Linked DNA regions of Mus musculus: region 1 is linked to region 2. Evidence: chromatin contacts called from public Hi-C data. All regions are on one chromosome and are shown on one strand. Each heading gives the region's core, a stretch centred on a gene start, on an enhancer-like site or on the middle of the called end of the contact. The rest is flanking DNA. Distances are from core to core; before and after follow the strand shown. Region 1 has its middle 19 kb from the start of Gm46343. Region 2 overlaps Gm36723 (a long non-coding RNA gene).

Region 1 (6,757 bases), core at 2,971-5,470, 110 kb after region 2:
TAAACCATCCCTGCATCCCTGGAATAAAACCTACTTGGTCAGGATGGATGATTGCTTTAATATGTTCTTGGATTCGGTTAGCGAGAATTTTATTGAGTATTTTTCCATCGATATTCATAAGGGGAATTGGTCTGAAGTTCTCTATCTTTGTTGGATGTTTCTGTGGTTTAGGTATCAGAGTAATTGTGGCTTCATAGAATGAGTTGGGTAGAGTACCTTCTACTTCTATTTTGTGGAATAGTTTGTGCAGAACTGGAATTAGATCTTCTTTGAAGGTCTGATAGAACTCTGCCTAAACCCATCTGGTCCTGGGCTTTTTTTTTGGTTGGGAGACTATTAATGACTGCTTCTATTTCTTTAGGGATTATAGGACTGTTTAAAACATTAACTTGATCCTTATTTAACTTTGGTACCTGGTATCTGTCTAGAAATTTGTCCATTTCATCCAGGTTTTCCATTTTTGTTGAGTATAGCCTTTTGTAGAAGGATCTGATGGTGGTTTTGATTTCTTCAGTGTCTGTTGTTATGTCTCCCTTTTCATTTCTGATTTTGTTAATTAGGATGCTTTCCCTGTGCCCTCTGGTGAGTCTAGCTAAGGGTTTATCTATCTTGTTGATTTTCTCAAAGAACCAGCTCCTTGATTGGTTGATTCTTTGAATAGTTCTTCTTGTTTCCACTTGGTTGATTTCACCCCTGAGTTTGATTATTTCCTGCCTTCTACTCCTCTTTGCTTCCTTTTGTTCTAGAGCTTTTAGGTGTGTTGTCAAGCTGCTAATGTGTGCTCTCTCCAGTTTCTTTGTGGAGGCACTCAGAGCTATGAGTTTTCCTCTTAGGAATGCTTTCATTGTGTCCCATAAGTTTGGGTGTGTTGTGGCTTCATTTTAATTAAACTCCAAAACGTCCTTAATTTCTTTCTTTATTCCTTCCTTGACCAAGTTATCATTGAAAAGAGTGTTGTTCAGTTTCCACGTGAATGTTGGCTTTCTATTAGTTATTTTGTTATTGAAGATCAGCCTTAGTCAATGGTGATCTGATAGGATGCATGGGACAATTTCAATATTTTTGTATATGTTGAGGCTTGTTTTGTGACCAATTATGTGGTCAATTTTGAAGAATGTACCATGGGGTGCTGAGAAGAAGGTATATCCTTTTGTTATAGGATAAAATGTTCTGTACATATCTGTTAAGTCCATTTGTTTCATCACTTCTGTTAGTTTCACTGTGTCCCTGTTTAGTTTCTGTTTCCATGATCTGTCCATTGGTGAAAGCGGTGTGTTGAAGTCTCCCACTATTATTGTGTGAGGTGCAATGTGTGCTTTGAGCTTTACTAAAGTTTATTTAATGAATGTGGCTGCCCTTGAATTTGGAGCATATATATTCAGAATTGAGAGTTCCTCTTGGAGGATTTTACCTTTGGTGAGTATGAAGTGCCCCTCCTTGTCTTTTTTGATTATTTTGAGTTGGAAGTCCATTTTGTTAAATATTAGAATGGCTACTCCAGCTTGTTTCTTCATACCATTTGCTTGGAAAATTGTTTTCCAGCCTTTCATTCTGAGGTAGTGTTTATCTTTTTCTCTGAGATGAGTTTCCTGTAAGCAGCAAAATGTTGGGTGTTGTTTGTGTAGCCAGTTTGTTAGTCTATGTCTTTTTATTGGGGAGTTGAGTCCATTGATATTAAGAGATATTAAGGAAAAGTAATTGTTGCTTCCTGTTATTTTTGTTGTTAAAGTTAGCATTCTGTTCTTGTGGATGTCTTCTTTTAGGTTTGTTGAGGGATCACCTTCTTGTTTTTTCTAGGACGTGGTTCCCGTCCTTGTATTGGTTTTTTTTCTGTTATTATCCTTTGAAGGGCTGGATTCGTGGAGAGATAATGGGTGAATTTGGTTTTGTTGTGGAATACTTTGGTTTCTCCATCTATGGTAATTGAGAGTTTGGCTGGGTATAGTAGCCTGGGCTGGAATTTGTGTTCTCTTAGTGTCTGTATAACATCTGTCACAGGCTCTTCTGGCTTTCATAGTCTCTGGTGAAAAATCTGGTGTAATTCTGATAGGCTTGCCTTTATATGTTACTTGACCTTTTTCCCTTACTGCTTTTAGTATTCTATCTTTATTTAGTGCATTTGTTGTTCTGATTATTATGTGTCGGGAGGAATTTCTTTTCTGGTCCAGTCTATTTGGAGTTCTGTAGGCTTCTTGTATGTTCATGGGCATCTCTTTCTTTAGATTTGGGAAGTTTTCTTCAATAATTTTGTTGAAGATGTTTGCTGGTCCTTTGAGTTGAAAATCTTCATTCTCATCCACTCCTATCATCCGTAGGTTTGGTCTTCTCATTGTGTCCTGGATTTCCTGGATGTTTTGAGTTAGGATCTTTTTGCATTTTCCATTTTCTTTGATTGTTGTGCCGATGTTCTCTATGGAATCTTCTGCACCTGAGATTCTCTCTTCCATCTCTTGTATTCTGTTTCTGATGCTCACATCTATGGTTCCAGATTTCTTTCCTAGGGTTTCTATCTCCAGCATTGCCTCACTTTGGGTTTTCTTTATTGTGTCTACTTCCCTTTTTAGGTCTTGGATGGTTTTATTCAATTCCATCACCTGATTGGTTGTGTTTTCCTGTAGTTCTTTAAGGGATTTTTGTGTTTCCTCTTTAATGTCTTCTACCTGCTTGGTTATGTTTTCCTGCAATTCTTTAAGGGATTTTTGTGTTTCCTCTTTAATGTCTTCTACTTGTTTAGCAGTGTTCTCCTGTATTTCTTTAAGTGAGTTATTTAAGTCCTTCTTGATGTCCTCTACCATCATCATGAGATATGCTTTTAAATCCAGGTCTAGCTTTTCAGGCGTGTTGGGGTGCCCTGGACTGGGCGAAGTGGGAGTGCTGGGTTCTGATGATGGTGAGTGGTCCTGGTTTCTGTTAGTAAGATTCTTAAGTTTACCTTTCGCCATCTAGTAATCTCACCTGTGCAGACTGCCCTCCGAGGAGTCCCAGAACCAAGCTGGCTCCCGCGGAACCTGAGGCAGAAGCCTCTTGGGCCAGGCAGACACCTGTGCTCTGACCAGGAAGGTGGCCGGTTGTCTGGAGCTGCAAGCACTTCTTAAAAAAAAAAAAAAAAAAAAAAAGGTTGATGCTGGTTAAAATTAGCATTTTATAACCTCAATAGTCACTAAGGGGTTATTCTCGGCTATGACCTTGACTGTGCTCGATATTTACCTATGTGAGAAAACTCTCTTCATGTTTTCTTGTCAAGTTCTACAGTGTTCTGTTTAGGTCTAGCATGAAATCCCGGATAGTTGTTGTGTGTGATCTGAGTTTCATTGTAATAGTATTTTCCAAAAAGAAGATGTTGGTGAATGATCAGAAATTTTTGTTTGGTCGGTTGGGTTTTGTTTTGTTTTTATTTACTTGTTTTGCAACATGGGCTAGCCTTTAATTCATTTTTCAAATTCACTTGCCTCTGCCTCTCGACTGATGGGATTAAAAGCATGTGCCACCATGCCCTGCAAGTCAGAACTTCTGTGCTGGCCTCCTAAGCATTTCTTTTGCTGTCCCTCCTATTTACCTATGAAACCCTGTCCTCTGGGTTTCATTCACCTGTCCAGCCTTACTACACCACTCTGTCAAAAAGCATTCTTGTTTTGTGAACTTAAGGTTGAAGCTGTGGTGTGGAGCCTTTCCCATCCTCCTCTATCATCTCGCTAGCTCTCCTCCCCTTTGTCTTTGTAAATAACACTTCAGTGTTGGTTTAGGGACTCCATATTCAAAAAAAAAAAAAAACCAAAAAAAAAAACCTTGGATTTAGATTGCATTTGCCGAGGGGATTATTTGGAAAGAGCACTAGCTTCACAAAGTCACTATTTCAATCCCCAAATGGTATCTCTCCCTCCATTCCCGAAGCCTTAACCTTCTTCCACATAGAAGCTTCCTATTACTTTTATGAAATTATAAGCCACATATTGCCTTTTAGGTCTTCTGCTAGTTTCTACCATGCATGATAGTAGTTTCAAGATAAATACTGATTGTGTGTGTGTGTTTTTTTTTCCAAAAGCAAAGAAACTAGGGCTAGTGCCTGTGAAAGAAGGATGAGAGTGTAGATAGTTAGGCCTTCCAGGTGGAGATAACAGAAAGTCACATGCCAAACACTGAAGGGTTTCTTTTGGCCTGAGTGGCTCGGGTGTGGACATTTGATAGCAGATGATGCAATCAGATGACTGAGAAGAGGTCAAACTGGGACTCTCGTGAAATACACAGTCAAGATCAACATGATGGCCCGGAGACTTCCTCTCCCCATACTTCTGCTTAACCACAGTGGCTTCCAATGGCATTCCTCATAAAGCTCTCCTGATTCAAGTGGCTAGATGTAGAGGCAGCCATGTCTTCCAGCAGGCCTGGTTCCTCAGGAAGGTAAAGAGGAAGAAAGGAACAAGTGCTTGTGATTTATCCACGGAAGTACACTTTTGGATCTTATGGAACACAGTGTGGTTTAAAAGCCAGCAACACAACCACATCGGATAGACAAAGACCTTCTAGACTCCGTAAGACAGAAGAAAATGGGAAGAAAACAAAAGTCAGGAGAGGGTCAAGTAGGAGAACCTCAAGGACCACCATGGAAGGTGTCCCAGCAAGCAAAGGACTAGGCATGTAACTCCCAGGTGGATGAGTCCTTAAACAGCCTAAAGGAACTGCTGACATGAAGATAAAAGGCTCCCAAAATGGGGCTAACCTTTGAGCATTCTAAATTCCCAAAGACCCAGAAGCATTAAAGAAGACAGAGCAACACATAATCAATCCATGGCCCAAAGATATGGAAAGCAGGTAAAAGAGAAATACCCAGAGACAGCTGCACCAAAGCCCATCCATCCACCCATCCACACACAGCAAACAAGGTAGACAACTTTCCAAATGCCACCTGTAAGAGCTGGTGTTCATCAGAGCACAGAGATACTACAGTAGATACAGCCAGTGTTGCCCTTCCTGCAAATACAACAAAGAGGGTCCCTGCCCACAGCCCTGCTTTAGTGCCCAATATCCACCAGAATAAAAGCATTAATTGTAATAATGACCATAAGCTCTTCATCACTCTTGATTGACAGTCAACACCAACAGTGTGAGCCATTTTCAGTAGGCAAAATAATTCTTCACCCCACAAAACACATCTACATCTAATTCCTAGCCCCTATGGGTGTCACCTTTTTTTTAAGCATCACAGAACATTTAATTACACATTTAATTCACATCAACCACCAAACATTGTGATCATCTTGGCTATTTTTTCTGGTTGGCAGGAGGCTCTTCCTCCAATGGCTTCCATGGCTTCCTCTGCAACATTTTTCTTGCTAGACTTAGCTCATTTTCAGTCTGAAGAATCACCTCTTCTATTTCACCACCCTGAAGCACATCTTCTAATTTTTTAACATCTGGTTCTGCTTTAACCATATCCAGTTTCTCATTGGTGATCTGTTCCATGTGTTTTCTATAGACTGCGTGTTTAGGGAAGTGCTTCAGAAGATGAAGAACCTGTGCATACAATATTGTTAGCCTCTCATGTGGAGAGTCACACACAGCCAATCCCACCAGGCCAGTAGTCTTCTTCAGCAAACTCACCATAACAGTCTCCAGTCACCTTCTATGGGATTTGTCAGGTGTGACTAATGCCTGACACAGGCATTTATTCAGGGTTATCAGTAGAGGCCCTAAATGCTCTCTCAGGTGACCATTTGAAAGAAGGGTGCAGGGCAGAAGGTGGGAGGGGAGATTTGGCAGATGAGGCTCGAGAGAAATAATGTGGCTATGGAGGAAGAGCCTGGAGCAATCCAACCACAAGTCAAGGAATGACAGCTGCTACCCAAAGGTGGAGGAGTCTGGGAAGGAGTCCCACCAAGAGCCTCCTGAGAACATGCAGCTCTTGATCCTGACTGGTAACTGGCACTTGTCACAGACTTTAGATATTTAGAACTAAGACAAAGTAACCAACCAATTGAGGATTTTAGCTACCAAGGTGGATAATTTATTAAGACAGCAGTAGAAACTTCAATCGTCTTCCTCTCTTCTTCTTCTTCTTCTTCTTCTTCTTCTTCTTCTTCTTCTTCTTCTTCTTCTTCTTCTTCTTCTTCTTCTCTTCTTTCTCCTCCTCTCCTCCTCCTCTTCCTCCTCCTCTCCTCTTCCTCCTCCTCTCCTCTTCCTCTTCCTCCTTCTCCCTCTTCTTAAAGACAGGGAGGGCCTCATGTAGCCTTAAACTTATTAGATAGAGGAAGATGATCATGAACTTTATATCCTCCTGCCTCCACCTCCCAGTTATTGCAATTATGATCATGTACTACCATCCCCAGTTTTGTGGTTGGCTCTAGGACAGTGGTTCTCAACCTGTAGGTTGTGACCCCATTTGAGTCAAATGACTTTTTCATGGAGGTTACCCAAGACTATCAGAGAATGCTGATATTTACACTATGATTCACAACAGTAGCAAAACTACACTTATGAAGTAGCAATGAAACTAATTTTATGATTGAGGGAAGTCACCACAGCATGAGGAAGTGTGTTAAAGAGTCACAGCATCAGGAACATTGATGCTCTAGGACTTCCTGTGTGTTAGGGAAGTATTCTGCCATGGCAGCCCTTAACAATTTATCTTTAAGTGTTTATTCTCATGACCAACAACATCCAGCCTCTGTCACCATTGGGATGAAGTCACTGACACCGAAGCAGACTGATTCCTCAGGAAGAAAAGGCTGTAGTCCTTATAGGGAAGTTAATTAAGTTGCCC
Region 2 (7,056 bases), core at 1,727-4,226:
ATTTGGCTATGGTTATCTTCATCTGTTTCAGTCAGCTGCTGGGTAGAGCCTCGCAGAGGACAGTTATATTATAGGCTCCTGTCTGCAAGCACAACAAGGTATTATTAGTATTGTCAGAGATTTGTGCTTGCCCATGGGCTGCATCTCAAGTTGGGCTGGTTATTGGTTGACTATTCCTTTAGTCTCTGATCCATCTTTGTGCCTGCCTTGCTTTTAGACCGGACAAATTTGGGGGTCGAAAGTTTTGTGAGTGGTCTGGTGTCCTTATTCCTCCACTTGGGGTCCTGTCTGGCTATAGGAGGTGGCCTCCTCTAGTTTCATGTCCCAACTGTTTGACATCTTGGATAAAGTCACCTGCCTGACTCCTGAAAGCCTCCTGCATCCCAGGTCTCTGGGGCTTCCTAGAGATTCCTCCATCCCCCCAGTTCTCAGCAGCTAAGAATTTCCATTCATTCTCCTGGTCCTCTCTCCTGTCTCTCTCCACACCTGATCCTCACCCCTCATTCCCCTCCCAGTCCCCTCTCCCATATAGTTCCCTTCCCCGCTCTGCCCCTATGAAAGTTTTATTCCCCCTTCTAAGTGAGATTCAAGCATCCTCACTTGGGCCATCCCTCTTGTTTTGGGTGTGGGGGTCTGTGGGGTGTGTCATGGGTATCCTGTACTTTATGACTAATATCTACTTATCAGTGAATATATATCATGCATTTCCTTTTGGGTCTGGGTGACTTCACTCCAGATATTTTCTAGTTCTACCCATTTACCTACAAAATTCACAATGTCCTTGTTTTTAATAGCTGAATATTATTCTATTATGTAAATGAACCACATTTTTGTATCTATTCTTTGGTTAAGGGACGTCTAGGTTGTTCAGTTTCTGGCTGTGATGAATAAAGCTACTATGAACATAGTAGAGCATGTGTCCTTGTAGTATGGTGGAGTATCTTTTGGGTCTGTACCCAGGAGCCATATAGCTGGATCTTCAGGCAGAACTATTACCAATTTTCAGAGAAACTGCCAGATTGATTTACAGAGTAGTTGTACAAGTTTGCAATCCCACCAGCAATGGAGAAATATTCCCCTTTCTCCACATCCTCGTCAGCATGTGCTGTGGCTTGAATTACTGATCTTAGCCATTCTGATTGGTGTAAGGTAGAGTCTCAGAATCATTTTTGATTTGCATTTCCCTGATGACTAAGGATGTTGAACATGAAGTCCTGAGTCTCTGTTTAGCTCTGTACCCCATTTTTTATTGGTTTACTTAAGTCTAAGTTCTTGTGTTAATAATGGAGAAAGTAAGAGAATTTATGTGAACCTGAAACAAGGCCAGAGAATTATTGTTTGGTACAGATCAATTCAAAAGACTCTGACCCTCATTTTTTTTTCCCAGAGACCTTCAATAGCATTGTTTTAATTACTTTCATTGGGACAAGATACTCTGCAAGAAGCGGCTTTGAGAAGGAACAGTTTATTTGGGCCTCTAGTCCATTATGGTAGGCGAAGCATGACATCAGGAGTGACAGGCTACTGGTCATGTTGCATTCACAACCAGGAAGCAGAAAGAGAACAGGATGCAGAGTGGGGCTATAAAAGTTCAAGGCCCACCCCCAGGAATCCTTCCTCCAGGGAGTCTCTATCTCCTTACCTAAAAGTTCCATAATCTCCCTGCATGGCACCACCAGCTGGAGATGAAGTGTTAAAACCCAGAAGCCTGTGGGGAACGCTTCACATTCAGATCACCACAACCACAGACCTGCCAGCTACCATTTCCCCTTGTGCTAGTCATACAGTGAGTTTACATCCTGTCCCATCATGCAGCAGATTTATATCCTGTCCCATCATGCAGTGGGTTTACATCCTGTCCCATCATGCAGCAGGTTTACATCCTTTCCCACCATGCAGCAGGTTTATATTCTGTCCCATTATGCAGTGGGTTTATATCGTGTCCCATCATGCTCTTCCCTCCATTTCCCACTTTCAGTGGGTTATCAAAACCACTTTCATAGTCTCTTCTCCAGATACAGACTCTGTGCAGAAAGTGACAATATGTATGTGGCTCTTCAGGACCACCAGAGAGATTTATCTCTAAGGAAATAAGAAAAGCGGGGTGTGATAGAAGTTGAGTGACACCCATTGAGGACATCTGTCAGTCTTCAAGTGCTCTCTAGAGTGAATGCTCTCAAATCGTTGCCTCGATCCAGGTGAAGGGCTGAGCTTTATACAACTGCTACAGCCAGACCCTAAGCCAGGAGAGCCAAGGCCATGCAAGAACTTCTGCAGAAGGTGACAGACAAAATACAAGCAGGAGCCAGGGATTTGAACTCTGAAAAGAGAGTTGGGGAAACTACTCTAGTACTCACTACAAAAGAGGGCTTTTTCTTCCACCCTCTCTACAGAGACTGCACAGTTCAAGAGCCTGAAAGCAAGAATTTCAGAGGGGTCAAGTGAGACAGAAAATCTCCTAGCTTCAGTTTCCCCAGAAGGCATACCCTCTCTGGGTTCCTGACATCTCTGTTTTGTTCCATATCCATACCCTCTGCCACTACCCTGCCCATGTCTCAAGGGCTATGCTGGATTCTCACGTAGTCCTACACACAGTGCCTAGCCCGGGAGTATCCAATGAGTACTGAACAACTAAATAAAATCATTGGGTAAGTCATCCATTATGGTCATTTACACGGTCAGCTTGACCTCTGAGGCCAGCTGTCAACATCAGGCAGAGGCAAAATCCTCGAGGAAAACCTGACTCTTTTAAAGTAGAGAACCCTCTGTGCTTGAACCGCCCCAAGTGGCTCAGCAGAGTCCCAGTGAGCCAGCACCCAAGGGACCCACCCAAAGGTTGCTACATCTGACCTATCCAGAAACCAACTGGAACCCTGCTTCTGTGGCAAGTGACAGGAAACTAAGAAGACACACAGGCCTTGTCGAGGTTGGCAGGGAGGGTCCTGTTGAGTCCAGACCTCAGGTTTCTGTTCCTCCCTGCCCGAAGTCTCCCCTGTGAGTCAGGACTCACAGCAAATGCAAGAGGCAGATTATACACAGGGGCTGCTCTGCAAGGAAGCCAGGATCACATCTGTTCCCCTTTCTCCCCTGGCCCACGGTGAGGAAAGTACTGTTTCCTTCCTCTCGAGCCACTGGATCTTCCAGTGAGGAGCCAGGCCTGGCAAGGCAGGAGGACCCAGGGGATTAGTCACCTACCTGATCAGGTCACTGTGGTTGAAGCAATATATGAATTATAACCTCGTGTTGTCACATCCAAAAGGAAGCTGGCCTTTTCAGGAGCTTTGCCAGGAGCTCCTGGCCATGCCCAGGCTGTTTGTGTCCCCATGTCCACCTGAGCATGTCCACCTCACTGTGCCTCTCCAAGCCTGTGACTGAAAAGGATGGTGAAAGGCAGTGAGGGCTCAGAACTCTGCGCCACAAAGCTCAAACTAATGAACGAACTATGCACCAAGAAGATGGGAAGAGTAAAAAGGAGACTCGTATTTTAATTAAAATGAAATGCAAATTGTTATAAAGAATAATCATCAGGCTATTTAAAAAGCAATTTATAGGTTGCTATCAAAAGCCTCTAGCCCAAGGGACTTCATGCCCTACTAACAGGCTAGAAGAGGTCAGATGAAAAGAAATATTGATGTAGGGATGAACATGTCAGACAGAGACCTGCCCTAGAAGGCGTGTGCACACACACACACACACACACACACACACAAACACAAACACACATATACTAAATACCACACATATAACCACACACATACATATCTCATACATAAGCACACACACACACAAACATACATACCATACACATACAGATATACATATACATACACAAGGCTCAGAGTCCAGGAACACAGATCCACTGTGGCAAACCTGAGCATGACTAAAGGGCAAAGATCTTATTTCATGTTCCATGAGACAAGCAAACTCAGATAGGTTAGGATATGCATTTGGGAAAAGCAAAGACAGGCAGACAGACACAAGGACAAGTGGTTTTGTACATCAAAATCTTTACAGACCCTCACTTTGGAGCCCTGACTTGTTTACTTACTAATCGTGTCATTTAGATGAGGTTCTTCAACCCCTCAGAACCTCTGTCTGCATCTGCAGTGTCCTTGACAGAAGACCTTCCTGCCTCATGGCTTTGGGGAGAAGGCAAAAAGAAGTCATCCTCACACCCCAGGCTTGCTTCAGTGGCTTAGTCAGTTGCTCCAATTTCCTACATAATGAAGCTCGTGTTTAGCTGCGTCTGCCCTCCAGCGCTCCTCCTTCAGTGTCACCAGGCAGTCCCACATTCCTAAACCACAAAGCACAAGGGACATACCCTGCCTGGAGGCCAGGACCTAAGGTTCTGGCCTCTGGCCTGCCACAGAGTCACATTATGACGACTTTAAATGTCACTTGGAGGAGGGAGATGGGGCTGAATAGCACTGTTATATCTCCAGATCAAACCAGGCCACTTAATGAGCCTCCAGGTAGAGGACAGCCTAGAGTTGCTTTTCCTCTGCTGAGCTGCAGTCCTGGTGAGTTCACGCTGTGTCTGACTTTTAACAGAGCTTATATTTCACAGCTGAGAGTGAGGCTCAGTCAACATCATTGATACATGAAAAACGTTCATCTTCTTCAAGAGTTCTAGGAAGCCAAGCCACCAAACCAAAGTTCTGGAGGCCTTTCCTCTCTGCCTTGGGCCTCTGTTCTTTGTTTTGGGATCTATTAACCAGAATCAACTCATACAAAGGGGCTGTAGTAAATTATTATTAAAAATGCCAGCCCGGGGTATCTTTCCTACCTTACACATTTATGTTCCCTTATATTTTTAAATAGCCTTAGGCAGTACAATAGTTGGGCAGCTGCCTACCCTTGATGTTGTTAAAAATCTGCTTTCCTATCAATAATCCCAAGTTATTGCTTACTATTTACTATGTTCCATCTGGGCTGTACTTGACTCCAATTGGGTAGCCCTCTTAGGCCATGTTCTCATGGCCCCTAGCCCATGGCAGCTCTCCTTCTCCCTCTTGTGTGTTCTTCTTTTTCCATCCTCATGGTCCTCTCTCCAAGCCCTTGAAACTTCAACCCCACCTATGTGTCTGCTGCACAGCTATTAGCTGTTGGCATCTTTATTTACCAATCACAATTAACTGGGGTGGGGGGAAAGGGTCGGGTCACTCATTCCATGCAAAGTGTGGACTCTCTCATCTATGGGCACCAGTCTTGGGAATCCCAAATTAGCATTAGACTATAAGCAGCACTAGGTTTATATCACTATAAGAGGCCCCAAGTGTGGAGATTCCGTGGCTGAGAGGAACTACACTGGGCATTCCCATGAGCCAGGATTTAATAGAGTGAAGGACATTTTCTGGATGGTCCTATCATAGAAAATGAGAATAAACTTCAGAGAAAATGACTCAGAAAGGCCAAATGAACAACATCCAGTTAAAGCCATCTTCACACCATTCCCACTGTATAGACACATCCCCCAGAACTCCATCTGCAGTGAGATGAGGAACAATGGAGGGTGTCTCTGTTCACGGGCAGTATGAAAATTCAAATCTTTGCCACATGTGGTTCCTTTTTTTTTTTTTTAATTCTTCCCTTAGAATGTCCAGGACCTGCTACACACCAAGTGGGGAAGGATAGAGTAAGGCCAAGTTCCACAATCCACATCTTCCCTCGAGGTGTCCAGACCCTGGTGCACACAGGACAGAAAGAATGAAGCAAAGTCTAGAATGGGCAGGTCAGCAGGATTCCAGTTTGGCAGTGAATGGGGAAGGGGGGGTAGTCTCTGAAGATTTCATTGTTACAGATTTTAGATATTCACGCTCTTAAAAAATGGCTCTCTTAGGCAATTGTCATCAAAACAGCTTGTGCACATATACTTCATTGTGATGAATCAAGGGCTATGTGTGTGTGTGTGTGTATGTGTGTGTGTGTGTGTCCTGGAGAGTGGGGATGGGTTTTTCTTAGGGTAAAAGTTTCATTGGTTGAGGTTTAAGGTTCTAGGGATACTTCATTTGCATGGAGAGGTGTTCCAGGAGGTTGAACCTGTAATTTCATCAAGGATTACGTGACATTCCTCAGAAGAGTGGAGTTGGGCTTCCCAAATCAGGCAGAGAAGAGGAAGCCCTGTTAAGAAAAGGGCGTCCTCCATTTTGCATGGAGCTATCCAGAGGTGGTAGACTACAGCCTTAGTAGTGAGGTGCAATGCCACAAGCTGCCCATGTCTTTTGCTGTTTCATTTGCTTGAATTGGGGGAAATGATGTCACCTCTCCTCACTTTAGTTTCTTCATCCACGAAATGAGTCTCAGTGAAGAAACATCTCAGGTTTGGGCCAGTTTTGAAGTCCTGAGAAATTTTCACTGACCACTCATGTTTTCAGAAATTATCCAAAAAGTTCATAAGCATAGATGAGTGTGTGCCCAGCATGTGAAAGAGGACTCAGCCATGCCCTGGAGCCTGGCTTAGAGAGAAGATGGGCTCAACCCTTTTCAGCTCTAGAACACTCTAAAGATGGGGTCTTTGGAAGAGAAACAAAAAGAAGAGATCAGCAACTGGGGGTGCAGTGGAAATGGAAAACCTCCATGTGGGAATAAACCTGATCCTAAGCTTGTGAAGACCGGGCCACAGTTCCATCTCAGCCTCAGAAATAGAGATGATGATCAAGAAGATTTCTGGCTATGATCAGCTCCTCGTTCTGCTGGGGAGGCCAGGTGGGAACACAGAGCCAGGTTCCAAAGGTTCAGGTACCATGAGACTGTCCAAGCCAGTGGATAATGAGTTCAATGTTCTTCCTGGTGTTCTATGTATATTTCTGAACAGGAAGGAAGCTGGGTCTAGACTAAATTCAATTTTTATATGACTATAAAGGACTGCCAGGCAAACTCCAGTTTCATCAGCCTGTATCAGAAGCCACCAAGGTACCAGGTCACAGTCGGCTAGCTCCCTGTTCAGTCCCATTTACTGAAGTCACAAGCAAATGAACTCAGACTCAGAGTGTTCAGTGACTCATGTCAGAATGTAGATTTTCAATTTACACTTATGTGTAATCTAACTCCAGAAGA

Evidence for each region. Hi-C and Micro-C count contacts between places; a contact is called where the count stands out from the background.
Region 1: a contact with region 2 is called in a Hi-C map of peritoneal macrophages, with 3 times the contacts expected there. The contact joins two enhancer-like sites. A contact is called at or near these places in 1 of 15 datasets of contacts at CTCF or cohesin (CD8 T cells), 3 of 484 Hi-C or Micro-C datasets (bone marrow-derived macrophages, liver and peritoneal macrophages) and 2 of 115 datasets of contacts at active chromatin or transcription factors (CD8 T cells and microglia).

The regions. Positions count from the first base shown.
Region 1 is chr12:25,281,439-25,288,195 of GRCm38.p6, reverse strand. It overlaps the pseudogene Gm19340. Among named protein-coding and RNA genes, the nearest start is that of Gm46343, 19 kb to the left of the region's middle. Within about 2 kb of position 4,220, at least 22 of the 459 cell types and tissues checked have an H3K27ac peak or open chromatin away from gene starts, as enhancers often do. A contact at or near this core is called in bone marrow-derived macrophages and peritoneal macrophages, where this site is marked.
Region 2 is chr12:25,385,256-25,392,311 of GRCm38.p6, reverse strand. Gm36723 (a long non-coding RNA gene) reads right to left here. Exons shown (of 12, transcript XR_001780577.2): 3 at 4,049-7,056; 4 at 3,196-3,371. Among named protein-coding and RNA genes, the nearest start is that of Gm36723, 33 kb to the right of the region's middle. Within about 2 kb of position 2,976, at least 72 of the 459 cell types and tissues checked have an H3K27ac peak or open chromatin away from gene starts, as enhancers often do. A contact at or near this core is called in bone marrow-derived macrophages and peritoneal macrophages, where this site is marked.